3 separate regions of the Gossypium hirsutum genome follow, and all the other regions are linked to region 2. The links are chromatin contacts, called in public Hi-C maps. All regions are on one chromosome and are shown on one strand. Each heading gives the region's core, a stretch centred on a gene start, on an enhancer-like site or on the middle of the called end of the contact. The rest is flanking DNA. Distances are from core to core; before and after follow the strand shown.

What was found. Hi-C and Micro-C count contacts between places; a contact is called where the count stands out from the background.
Region 1: a contact with region 2 is called in a Hi-C map of leaf, with 5 times the contacts expected there. The contact joins two enhancer-like sites. A contact is called at or near these places in 6 of 34 Hi-C or Micro-C datasets (callus, leaf and seedling).
Region 3: a Hi-C map of leaf shows a contact between it and region 2, with 5 times the contacts expected there. The contact joins the promoter of LOC107951804 here to the enhancer-like site in region 2. A contact is called at or near these places in 18 of 34 Hi-C or Micro-C datasets (anther, callus, fibers and 4 more).

The regions. Positions count from the first base shown.
Region 1 is chrA02:83,148,025-83,152,248 of Gossypium_hirsutum_v2.1, reverse strand. No RefSeq gene overlaps it. Among protein-coding and RNA genes, the nearest start is that of LOC107951807, 6.8 kb to the right of the region's middle. Within about 2 kb of position 2,703, at least 9 of the 9 cell types and tissues checked have an H3K27ac peak or open chromatin away from gene starts, as enhancers often do. A contact at or near this core is called in leaf, where this site is marked.
Region 2 is chrA02:83,333,514-83,338,019 of Gossypium_hirsutum_v2.1, reverse strand. No RefSeq gene overlaps it. Among protein-coding and RNA genes, the nearest start is that of LOC107952367, 85 kb to the right of the region's middle. Within about 2 kb of position 1,264, at least 1 of the 9 cell types and tissues checked has an H3K27ac peak or open chromatin away from gene starts, as enhancers often do. A contact at or near this core is called in leaf, where this site is marked.
Region 3 is chrA02:83,527,509-83,531,636 of Gossypium_hirsutum_v2.1, reverse strand. LOC107951804 (lysM domain receptor-like kinase 3) reads right to left here and starts at 2,636. Exons shown (of 11, transcript XM_041084987.1): 1 at 1,393-2,636; 2 at 691-768; 3 at 1-166. The coding sequence starts at 2,008.

The DNA of each region.
Region 1 (4,224 bases), core at 1,454-3,953, 190 kb after region 2:
AGAATTATTTTGGTCATGTAAATGTTAAAATCTCAACCCATTCCGAGATATTGGTTGACAAATGGAGTCTACCCAACCAAAGCAAGTTTTCGATTACCACAGTGCAACCCCAAATAAACTGCCTGACAATTCTCTCAATCTCTTCACAAAATCCCTTCAAAATTAACATGGTCTGCATAGAGTAATTTAGGATGGTAAGGAGAACAAATTAGGCTAGGCTGACTTTTCCAGCCATGGATAACTTCATTGCTTCCAACTTTGCAATTTACGCCTAACCTTTTCCACAACAAAACTAGGGTACTTTTAGTGACCCTATCATGAAGGAGAGGCACACCTAGATAAATGCCAAGATTTTTGAACAACCTAAAAACTAAATAATTGATTGATCTGTGAACAAGTACCACCTTTAGCTCATTTAGAAAAATAAATATTGTTTTTTCGAGTACTGACTTTGTGTCCAGAGAAAGCACAAAAGTGATTCAAGATGTCCGCTAATAATTAAGCTTGATCCAATTCCGCTTTACAAAAAATGACCAAATTATCTACAAAAAAAGAGATGAGATAAAGTGGGACCTGATATTAAAAAATGAATTTGACACCACTTACCTTTATCAATTTTCGCATAAATAATGTGCCATAATCATTCTATGCAAAGCACAAAAAGGTAACATGACAATGGACAACCTTGTTTGATCCTTCTAGATGGCTTGAATTTTTGGTTGGGAATTCCATTCTAGAGAATTTGCATAGTTGAAGATGAGATTGCCCTCATGATTACTAAACTGAAAAAAATCGGGACCCTCGCAGCCTATAGTGAAGACCGATAAATTCCTAACTCACTTTATCATAAGCCTTCCCTAAATCCAACTTGATCGCCATCCATTTTTTTGCCATCTCATTTTTTCCGCATAGAATGTATGACTTCTCGTGCTATGATAACATTACTTGAGATGCTACGCGTTGCAATGAAACCGGCTTGTTCTTGCAAGATAAAGTTAGGAAAAACCAATTTAAATCTATTAGCGATAATTTTCATTACCAATTTATACATTACTAAACACAAATTAGTAGGGCAGAATTCGTTGAATTCCTCTAAGCTTTCATTTTTTGAAATAAACACTAACAAAGAGTTATTCTGTTCCGGGTCAATAATGTTACCAATTAAGACTCCTTATACCCATTCACAAACTGCATTTCCTACAATATCCCACTGACTCTTGAAAAAATGCACTTGAAATCCATTGCTTCCCGGAGCTTCCAAGGGATCCATGTTGAATAAGGCTTTCTTAATTTCTTCATTTGACACTGACTTTTCCAAAAACTCAATGTCTTGGGTCTTGAGGCGAGGAAAAATGTTGGCCGGAAGATCCTTCATGGGCTTTGGTCTTTCCCCATAAAGCTTCTAGGAAAAAACTAGTTGCCCCATTTTTAAGGACGTTCTGATCAGAGCACCACTCACCATTATCAATGCGTAAGGTCGTGATACAGTTAAATTTCCTTCTTTAGACCGTTCGATTATGAAAAAATTTGGTGTTGCGATCCCTAAACTAGAGCTAGTCACACCTAACTTTTTGCCTCCAAAGAAGTTCCTAGTGATTTATAAAATTTCCAACTCATCCCGCACATCAATCTCTAATTGAATTAACCAAGTAGAGATAGAATGATCCAAGTCCTTTTGGATAGTAGAGAGCAATCTCATAAGACGTTTTTTACGAGAGCCTGTAAAACCATAAACAGGCATGTTCTATTCTTTAACATGAGAAGTAAATTCAGAAAGAGAACTAGCTATATTACCCAAGAATTGCCACTTATCTTTCACCAAGGAGGGAAAATTAGCATGCTTTGTCCAACCTGTTAAGAACCTAAAAGGTCTCCCTGTAGCCAAGCTAATATTCAGATTAGTCTTTAAGAGAATGGGCCTATGATCAGACTTAATCCTCGGTAGATAAGAAACAATGCATTGTGGGAAAGCCAAAATCCATGAATCATTTGCCAATGCTCGATCCAATCTCTTCAACATGTCAGCTTTTTGCCAAGTAAAGGATAGGCCAATGAATCCTGAATCCTGCAAATTACAAGAATCTACAAATTTTCCAAAAAAAATTACATCTCTTCCCTATGGCATAAATACTTTTTTTTATTGTTAGGTGATAGAATAATATTAAAGTCACCCATAATTAAACATGGAAAAGAATCATGAGGTAAAGCAACTTTCAAAGCTTCCCAAAGTACCTTCTTTTTCCTCCTGTCTGGACTACCATAAACAAAAGATATAAAAATGATATTAGTATAAACATTACCAGATACACAAAGAAGAATGAACTATGGGTGATTTTGGATAATTCAAATCCGAATAGATTCCTTCCAACCCATCCAAATTCCTCTTGAAAATCCAACAGCTTCAACCTGGTGAAAATTAAAAAATCCAATTTTTCAATGATAAAATTAGCCTATTACCACTTAATATCGGCTCTAACAAGCACACAATATCCGAACCATATTCGATATTATATTCACGAAAAACACGAATAAATTTACTGCTAGCGCAACCTTGACAATTCCACGAAAAAATCGTCACATTTAAATCTATATAAATTAATATAGACAAAAAATAAAAATAAAACCACCAAAACCTTACTGTTTAGGGAATTCTCCCTTATCCTGTTGCCCGATCTTTAGTGTTGGGCCACCTAAACCCAAAGCTTTCGTGGACTGAGAAGAAATGGATTCCGCCAAATGGGCCACTAATTCCTACAACAAAACCTTGGAGTCTCCCACCATTTTGAATCTGTTACCCTTTCTAAGATTAATTTTGTTGAGTGATTTTGAAAGACGTGAACCCCCATGTTTCTCCCCTGAAAATTTCCCTGCAACCCGATCTTTTCTTTTCCGCGAACTCACGTCGGAGGTCCCTTCCCTTTAGTTACTGGTGAATGCTCTTTGTGGTTCTTTGAAAGTGACCATCGAATGCCTGCGGGAATCGAGGCCATCACCCGCATTAGAGACCGTGACGTCAACAACTCTTTCCGACGGAAGCCTCGCCTATTCCATATTCTCCGATTTATTTCCATCACCAGCTATGTGCGAATGAGAGTCCGAACCATCGTTTCCACCATCCGCGATCCGACCTTGATTTCCATAAGCAACCAGGTTTCTGATAAGCTTACCAGATACTTCCATAACCCGGTCTGGCACAGCCATTATTTTGTTCTCACCCGGCCCACTATTCGACCTGTTTTCTTGTCCCGATGTGCTATCTTTCAGCAAGCTACTTCCCCTTAGGCCTTTGAATGCCCCATTAAAAGTTGTTCTTGGGTCAATTACCAGGTTGCTAGACGAAACCAGCCCATTATCTAACCCACCAGCATTATTAGAGGACTTCGAAGGGCCTGCCACATTTTTAAGACCCAACACATTAATTGTGTCTCTACTTCGGCTACTAAAGTGGCTCACATTATACATACCAGCCCCAGCACCTTGGTTTCCTTCAATTACTGTTTCTTTCCCCTTTCTTTGTCGTGTATCCTGAATTTCCTCATTCTTCCCAGATTTAATGACAACGTTACTTTCCTTTTCTATCAATGCCATAAGACGGGAACCTTCATTTTTCTTTTCCGTAATTCTAGACCCTGAGTTCGCTGAATCCCTTGATTTCTTGCGGGATCTCTTTTCCACCAACATCCACGGGTCGTAACCATCGCTTTTCTCCCCCGTTTCATCGACAACCATGCTCACAGCCTCCGTCAAAGATTCTGATGAAGGCATCGTTCTTCCAGAATTGGGTTCAGGGACCCTAAAAGGACAAATTTCTTTTACATGACCAAACTATCCATAGTGGAAACAGACCGTTGGTAAGAGTTCGTACTCGACCCTCTATATTTTCCCGTTGATTAAGACTTGGGACGCCAACGGTTTATCCAAGGTAACATACACAGCCATACGGACGAATTGACCTCTAATCCTATTGTCTGTGTTCATATCCAGTTGGGCAATCTTTTCAATTAACCCCCTATTTCTGTCAGAATTTTCCTCGTAAAATTATCCTGGTAAGCCCGAAAGTCTTATCCACGAGATTACGACACTAGGAAATGTTTGTGCTGGGTTAAAAGATATTGACCAAGGTTTAACTGTCAGGTATTATCCAAAAATGATCCAAGGTCCTTCTGAGAGCACCTTTTCACAATCCATTTTGTTTTTGAAATTTAGCCAAGAAGTAGCCATTCT
Region 2 (4,506 bases), core at 15-2,514:
GTTATGAAAACAAAATTTAATAGGATACCAGACATATATATTTATTATTATATCAAATTCTCCAATATCAACACCAAACACAACTTAAAGAGAACAGTAAATGCAGGGCGTTGGTCTCTTCAACCACTAAAATTTTATCCATCGCAAACTCTTCATATTTATTTTACTATAAATATTTAGATTCCTAATTATCTCTCTAAATTAGATTGTCTTCAAAACTTAAACTTACACTTCCTTTAAAAATATAATATAATATATTTTACTAGTAGAAAAATATTTTAAAAACTTTTTAAGTAATGATTTAGCAGAGGGGAAATTGAGGGCCCCCATATCATATGCATCATTGCATGTGCTTTTAGCTGGAAAATTATTTTCCAGTGCCGTGACCTAAGATTTTGGGTATGGACTTTTTGTTTATTTATGGAATTATGAAACCGAACCCCAGGATTAGTTGAACAAAGATAATAAATTTGGGTAAGGTGGTCGGCGTAGTAAGTAAAAGATGAAATATATATATATAAAATCATGAATTATCCAGACTGGATTTGGGTTGTTAAAGAAAATGGTGAGCAGGATTAATTCATATCCAAATTTAAGACAATAACAGTATGATATCTGCTCCAGAACCCCCTCCCCTCCCCCCCCCCCAAAAAAAAAAAAAACCTTGGATCCTGTCTTAACCCTTTCCTTTTCTTTATTGCATGAGAAGCCGAGTACAGAATAGTGACCCTTACAGCTTTACATTTGAAATTATATGAGTAAGATACCATATGATTAATTTAGGGTTCACACATAAGAGATGTCAAAAAGTGCAATCAATATTTTAAAATGAATGTTACATTGGATTCGAGCGTATTATTTTAATTAGTAAGTTTATTAAAGTATTTCTAAAATCAAGCTCACATAATCATCTAAATAAAATATATATATATATACATATATATAAAAAGATGTTAGAGATGATAAAATTTGAATCATTTGATAAATTTCAAATCAATCTGTATCAAATAGAATAATTTTTTTAATTAAATTAAAATAGAACGAGACAAAATAAAAATTAATCGCATCAAACATCTATTTAGGTAATTATTATTTTTAATATTTTACATTCATAACAAAACAAAGTGAATGATGGAACAAAATATACCAACTTTAAGCAATAATAAATCTAACAATATCTATTTTTACTCTGATTAATTGCCATCGTACCGAGCAAACTTAAATAAATAAGTCCATTTTTTGTTTGGAGGGCGGGCTCCAACGAAATAGATTTATATTGGGCCCGAAAATAGGGGCCTTTTTTAGTCCATAGGGTTTTGATTGAAGCAGGCCTTGTCATCTTCTAAAACCAAGCACACGTTACAAATTCATAAATAAAGTTTTAGACTCTACAAAATAAAGTTAAGAGGTTGATAAACATCTTATAAAAATATAATAAAATATTAAAAATTATATATATATATATTTAAAAAAGACATGTAATAATTTTTTAAACCTATTTTTATAATAAACATTTTTTTACTAACAATATATCAAATATTAACCTTAAAAATTATATATATAATATCCAAACTACAATATAAAAACTAAATCTGCAATACAAATACTAATACCATTTTAAACCTATAAGACGCCAAAAACATATAAAAAGATAGCAAGAGAAGTGAAAACAAAACACCTCTAAATTTTGCATCTACATCCCAACCTTTGACTCAGTATATTCAGAGGTAAGCAATTATCACCACATATGCAATATCAAGGCATAGTGGTAAGATAATAAAAATGTAATCTTTAAAATGTTTATACTAAGCATGATTTATATAAAATCTAGTTAATAGAATAATGTTTATTATTTACGTCAAGACTAAAAATTTAAAACTCAAAAAGTATAAAGACTTAGAATGAGTTAATTAAAAAATATTGACTATATAACAACCCGATACAGTGGTGTTAAAAAGTATGATTTTAGGTTTCATTTTAATAAACCGAGTCTATAGATAATTAATAAAAATATTTACGGAGTTATGCTATAAATGAATTGAATCGAGGATAAGTAATTTAGTTTATATGAATATTTAATCTAGTCCAAAGATTAAATTGTAAATTTATATCACTATAAATTTTAATTTGAAAATAATTAAAGGGATTAAAATTGCTAATAGCCCAAAAATTTTAGATGGGAATAAAAATTCCAAATTTGGGGCTAAAAAAATGTTGATATTATATGTTATAATTTATTATTTATTATAAAATAAAGTTAAATTAGTTTAAGTGGAAGGAGAGAGAAGATGTCTTCTCCATTCTTCCACGCAAGAAGAAAAAAAAGAAGAAAATAAACAAAAATAGATTTGGTTAGGTTTCAAACTTTAATCCACAAATTGGTAAGTGTAATTTATTATTGTTATTATAAATTTAATGTTTTTGAGATCGGAGAATCATAATTTAACTAATTTATGTATCAATTTATAAAATCGTTAAAGTTTTAGAAAGTTACCATTAATGGTTTTTCTATTTTTTTATGTTAAATTGATAGATTTTTAGTGTATACATGAAAAATGACTAGATTTTTGAAGTTAGATGTTAGATTTTTCACTTGAGAAAATAAAGTGGATATCAAGTAGAGTAGTTATCAGTTTTTTTTTAGAAATCGATAATAGATAGTCTAAAATAGAAGGAAATGAAGTCAGATTATAAATCGACGCCTAAAATAGAGAGTTATGCTTGTTTCGATTTTAAGAATTTAAATTGAATGAAATGTAAAGTTTGTTTAAGATAATAATTGACTGTGAATTCGGTGAATTATTGATGGTGTTATTTGTTTATGTTAATTCATAGCTATTGACAATCCGGTTTCTTTAAAAGCGAAGGAAAAAGCTAAAGTCACCGTCGAGTAGTTTGAAATTCCCTATAAGTACCACCATAACTCAACTTATCATTTATTTTTCCTTTTAATTTCATTGTTAGGTAAGTTGACAAAATGAAAGAAGTTACACATGAGTGGCTGACTAGAAATACAATATTGAGATTGATTATTGTGATAGAGAGTTAAATCATACAAAAAAATAATTTGAAACAATATAATTTATTAAAGTTACGCATTTTGCTGAAACATGAGACGTATCATGTCATGTTTAATATGAAATGAAATTTAATGGAAGAGTTGTTGCTGAGATCAATAGAATGGAAATTGAACTGAGAATGAAATTAGACTATGGGTTGTTGTATTAGTTGTTGGGCAAAGTTGAGAATAATTAATGAGTTAAAGAATCAAGTAACATAATAGTAATAATAATTGCTTCGACTATAAGTCAATGAGCGCTAGACGATTTCCTTCGAACGTCCCAACTGTGGCTTTCACAATTACTATTTCGGCTGAGCCGATGAGCATAGGGCGTAAATTGTTTACGTCAGATGTACCGATATAAAATTACTTTGACTATAGGTCGATGAGCACTGGATACACGTGCTGTGTGTCACAAGTCAAAGTTCAAAGCCAATGACCATCGCACCAAATGCAAAGGCACCTTTGGTTGCAAAGGCACCACTGGAATGTCGAAAGAAGAGTTTGAACAAAGGTGGGCCAGAAAATCAGTCCCTTTGAGGTAGATGCTATCGATTGTAAAGGAACGTGTGGGTAAACTCGAGGGATCCATAGAGGACGTAAAGGAGTTACTCGATGGGGTCGAGGATCGTATAGATAATTGAAAGGAGTAGTCCAGAAACTATGTAAAAATGTCTCTTGATTCCACCATGAATAAGGTAAACGAGTTGTTTAATTCACACAGAGATAAGTTGACAGAGAAGAACGATGCTCTCAAAGCCATGGTGATGGCTTTGAAGGAGGAAACAATGGCCACGGCAATGGCTCTAAACACAAGAATAGAGGAGCTCAAGAGAGAGCTGGCCTTGTGTCGAGCAGCCGTGGGGGAAGGAGTGTCGAGTGCAGCACTCAGTTACAAGGATGTCCTGAAGCTGAAAGAATTTGTGGGGACAAGATCTGCATGCGATGTAGACAATTTCTTGTGAAGGATGGAAAACTACTTTCGGCATCATGGATGATGTGGTTAAGGTAAACACTGCTTCAATGTTTCTTTCTGATATTGTGCTTTCATGATGGTGAGGCAGGTCCACATATAAAAGGCAAAGTGAGATTGGGACGTGGTAAGAGTTCCAATGTGAGTTTAGGGACAGTTTTACCCAAAATTAGCTAAGGAAAAAGCTTGGGCAAAGTTGCAATGCCTAGCGAAATGAGGCACAATGGGAGAGTAAGAGTATGTTCAAGAGTTCAAGGAACTCATGCTCCAATTTTCAAATGTGACCGAGAAAGAAGCATTCCTTGCTTTTCGGAATGGATTGAAGTCGTGAGTCAAAAAGGAAGTGGAACAAAAAAGTGTCCAAAAGCTATCGGAAGCCATGACGGTAGCGAAGTCCATGGTCAAGCTTGGTCTAGGGAAATACAAGATTGGGTCTTCCAAGTCCGAGGAAAGGGACGTACGTGAAAAGGAT
Region 3 (4,128 bases), core at 1,387-3,886, 190 kb before region 2:
CTGTCATCATGATCTTTGGCATGACTTCCTCGAGCTTCAACAAAGCAGCTCGATGATCTCAAGGAAACACAAACAACTATGCTTAATATAATGAGAGCAAGGCCAACACCCAACGCCCCGATGATCCATCGATATGGCACGTGAGCCTTAGGACTTACTTGAATTTCTGCACAAAAGTTAAAAATATACTACATTATATTTCTTGCACAATATCAAGCGAACTATTACTTACATTCCCCCCTCACCAAGGAGTGTTTACCAGACATTACTATAATTCACGCAACCAAACAGAACAGAGGTAACATTATAACACACAAGAAAAACATAACAGCCAAAATTTTTTTTTTTTTTTGAGAAAGAAGCGGCACTAGCAATTCAGAACTTAAACAGAGCTAGAATCCATATCTTGTTATGTAAAACTTAAAATTTTCAATTTTGACATACATCACACTGTGAAGCATGTCGTTTATTTATAGTTGTCAGCTGGTAGTTGGCATTGTACAGCTGACTTCGTTTTGCTTGTTGTACCCATCGAACATGGATGTGGGGATATGACCCGCTAAAGACACATAATAACATGGAAAAATTTAGCATGCCCATGTCAGACACATACATACCCATATTCAACACTCACACTTCAGTCCAAGTAACATGGCTTTACTTCCTTCACTTAGATTTACCAATTCATACCTGAAATTGCATCAGCTGACGGTGCAGGAACAGGTGCTGGGGGGATCTCATTCTCCACATGATACGGTTCACCAGGAACTGCAATATATATAAGCAAGCTATAGTCTAAAACTTTCTGCTATAAGAGGAGAACTAAACAGTAAGTAAATCCAACAAAATTAACAAGAGAAATGTCTATTCTCGGTACGCATTGCCAGTTGCAAACAACACACAAGGCATAATGAAAAAACACCAATTAATAGCCCTGTAATTCAAGGAAATAGATCATAAAGCAAAGACATTTGTCAATTCTAATCACAGCTATAAAACAAGAATATGCATGAACTCATTATTGCTTGCATTAATATGATATTGTTTGCATATCCGAAATCCATGACATTAGCACCTTCCCTCAAAGTTCACATTATGACTTCAGATAGAAACCAAGTAGGCTCCAGTTCCAAGTCCTTAGTATACCTAATTATAAACTATGGGCAAAAATCTTATTTTACCAACTTTGTTAACTCCTGTATTTGCAAAACTTAAAGAGTTCTCAGAAACTATGCAATTATCATCAAAATCATAAATGCCCATCTCTTGAAAAGCAACTCAATATGGATATATCCAAACAAATAGCATTCCTCATGCAAATTCCTAAGAAACCACACACAGAAAATGGTAAAAAGAATAAACAGAAAAAATTAAATGATTTTTTAGGCAAACCTGAATTCAAGGGAATATAGTACAAAGCACCAACAGTGACATTATCAGGATTTGAAATCCCATTAACTTGCTCAATACTATCCATGCTAACCCCAAATCTACTAGCTAAAGATTGCACACTGTCCCCATCTTTCATCACATAACTCATCAAGTAGTTCCACAAACTACTTGAACACCCACAAAACAGCCTCAAAGACACCACAGCTCCAATCCTTGCCGGCCTGCTAACATTTGGAACCATTGCAAGCCTATCATAAGCCTCTAAAATCATGTCATAAACATACCCTTGATTTGATCTCACTGTAAAGGTTGTGTTTGTTGCATAATTCTTGGAGGATGTCAAGCAAGAACAGTTCTTTTTTATGAATATGTAGCCATGGCTGTCCTCTCCTTCAACTGTAATGTCTTGTGGTATCACATCAAACATGCTCTGGATCACTGCTAGACTTTGGTTTCCCTGCGGCTTAAAAGCCAAAAAAGATGTGCATAATCTTGATGTGTCCGTACAATTCATGGGTATTGTAGCAGAAGAAGAATCCAAGGCATTGAGGGTTTGAACAATAAGAAGAAAGATTAATGGTAGAAGAATCACAAATTGTGAAACCTTAGGATCCATTTTTCTTGTTTCTAACAAAAAAAAAAAAAAAGAAAAGATTGAAACTTTGAGCTAAAATTAAGTGCAAAAAATAGATAAAAATAGAGTTTGATCAAACAACTCGGCCTAAAAGGGTTAACACAAAAAAAGTTTAGGACTAGATAGAGAGAAAACTAGATCAAACATAAATTAGACTTGATAAAAGTTTGAGCAAGGTTTAGCTTTTGCTGTAAATGATGAGCAAGAAGTATGAATCTAAAACAAAATCAGACAAAGAGAAGCAAAGGGTCAGTGAAGAAACTAGAGCTAAGTTCACGAAAATCCTGGCTTTTACTATTTCTTTTCCTTGAAGAGGTTAAAGAAAATGGTAGATTTAGATAGATGGTAGTAAAAAAAGAAGATCAAAGAAAATATATTGGAAGATTAGAGGGAAGATGAAAGTGAGATTTTTGCTAAGCAAAAATGGAAGGTGGGGATTTAAGCTTCAAATTTTAAGGAGGTTTGAAGGACACAAGTAGAAAGGAATGAGATGACTCTAAACAGAGCATGTTCGACTGTTTTTATTTTTCTTTTTCTTTTTTCCCTCTGTTGCGGTTGGTAACTCTTAATTCAGTCCTTCACTGTAAAAAGGGAAAGGGAGTCTCAAATACATACAAACAGGAAGCCATCCCCATCCACTTTCATAGCTATTTGCTGCCCCGCCCTGCCCCGCCCTGCCCTGCCCACCTTTCCTTGAATATTTTCGTTTTTTTTTTATTTCTAACAAAGTTTGTCCATTTTAATAAAGTTTAATTATAAAAAATTATAAGTTATTAAAATAATAAAATTATATTTTTTATTATCGTAAAAATATATTATTAAAATTGAATCTTTCTCAAAATTTCAGACTTTGCTCCGGCACACATACATATATTTATATGAATAGAAGATTAATACAATACTCATGATATGTGTTAATTCTTCGATTATATTGATGAAGTTAATTGTTTAATATATTTGTGTTTTATGTTTAAAATTTATTATGATTAAAATTTTAATAATTTATAATAATTTCATTTACATATGAAAATTTATTCTAATAACTGAATTAATGCTTAATTATCTTACTATACCAAGTCAATAAAAAATAAAAATATAAACTAAATCAAATTTATATATTTTAAAAATGAGGATAATATAAAATGCAGTAAAATTTCGAAAAAAATACTTAAATTTCTATGATTCAACTAAAAAGAATAAAAAGTATTTATTAAATTTATTGTCAAATCAACTGAATTTCTTTCATTCAAAGTGCATTTTGCAATTGTCTGCGGAATACTTCAGAAATGGTATTAAAAAATGTAGTACTTTCACTAAATATTTTTAAACCCACTTTTATTCTAAATTAATTTTTAAATTTTAAATTATTCTAATGAAATTCTTAAAGCATCTCGGTTATATTAGTTAGATTCTTTTATTATTAAAATCGTTAATTTAACTATTAAATTATATATTAAATTTTATGTAATATTATTTTAAATAAAATATTATAAAAAAAATATTTTAAAAATCTAATCTTAAAAATTTTCGAATCTTTTATAAAACTTTTATCTTACATTTCTTTTTTTATTATTTACAAGAGACAAATATGATATAACAAAATACATAAATCTCTCTCCCACACAAGAAACACTCAAAAGGATTGGAAGGGTAAATTGGGAAATAAAATTCACGGGGGCATTGAGTGTTGGGAAAAGGATTGGCACAAGTTGTGAAGAGCTGGAATTGAGAAAGATAGTTGGTTGGGCCCCGCAATTAGGCGCCATTTTTATAAGATTGATCGCCGATCATTTCCCAAACTAATCGCCTTACTTACCTCACTTATCCACACTTTCACGTTGTCGAAGTCAATCGTTGCACGTTTCAAACACCTTCGCTTGTAAGGTTTGACTCAATTTGACCATTAATTTGCTATCCTTTCGAATGATTAATATAACCTTCCATTATAATATATTGTTGGTATCATCTATATTCTATATTATAGATAATAAGGTGCTTAAATTCTAATTGTTTAAAAATAAATATTGTCTATTATTTAAATTTCAAAATTAATATTTTCTAAATTGACTTTAATTAAATTTATTTATTATCTTTTAAAGAAG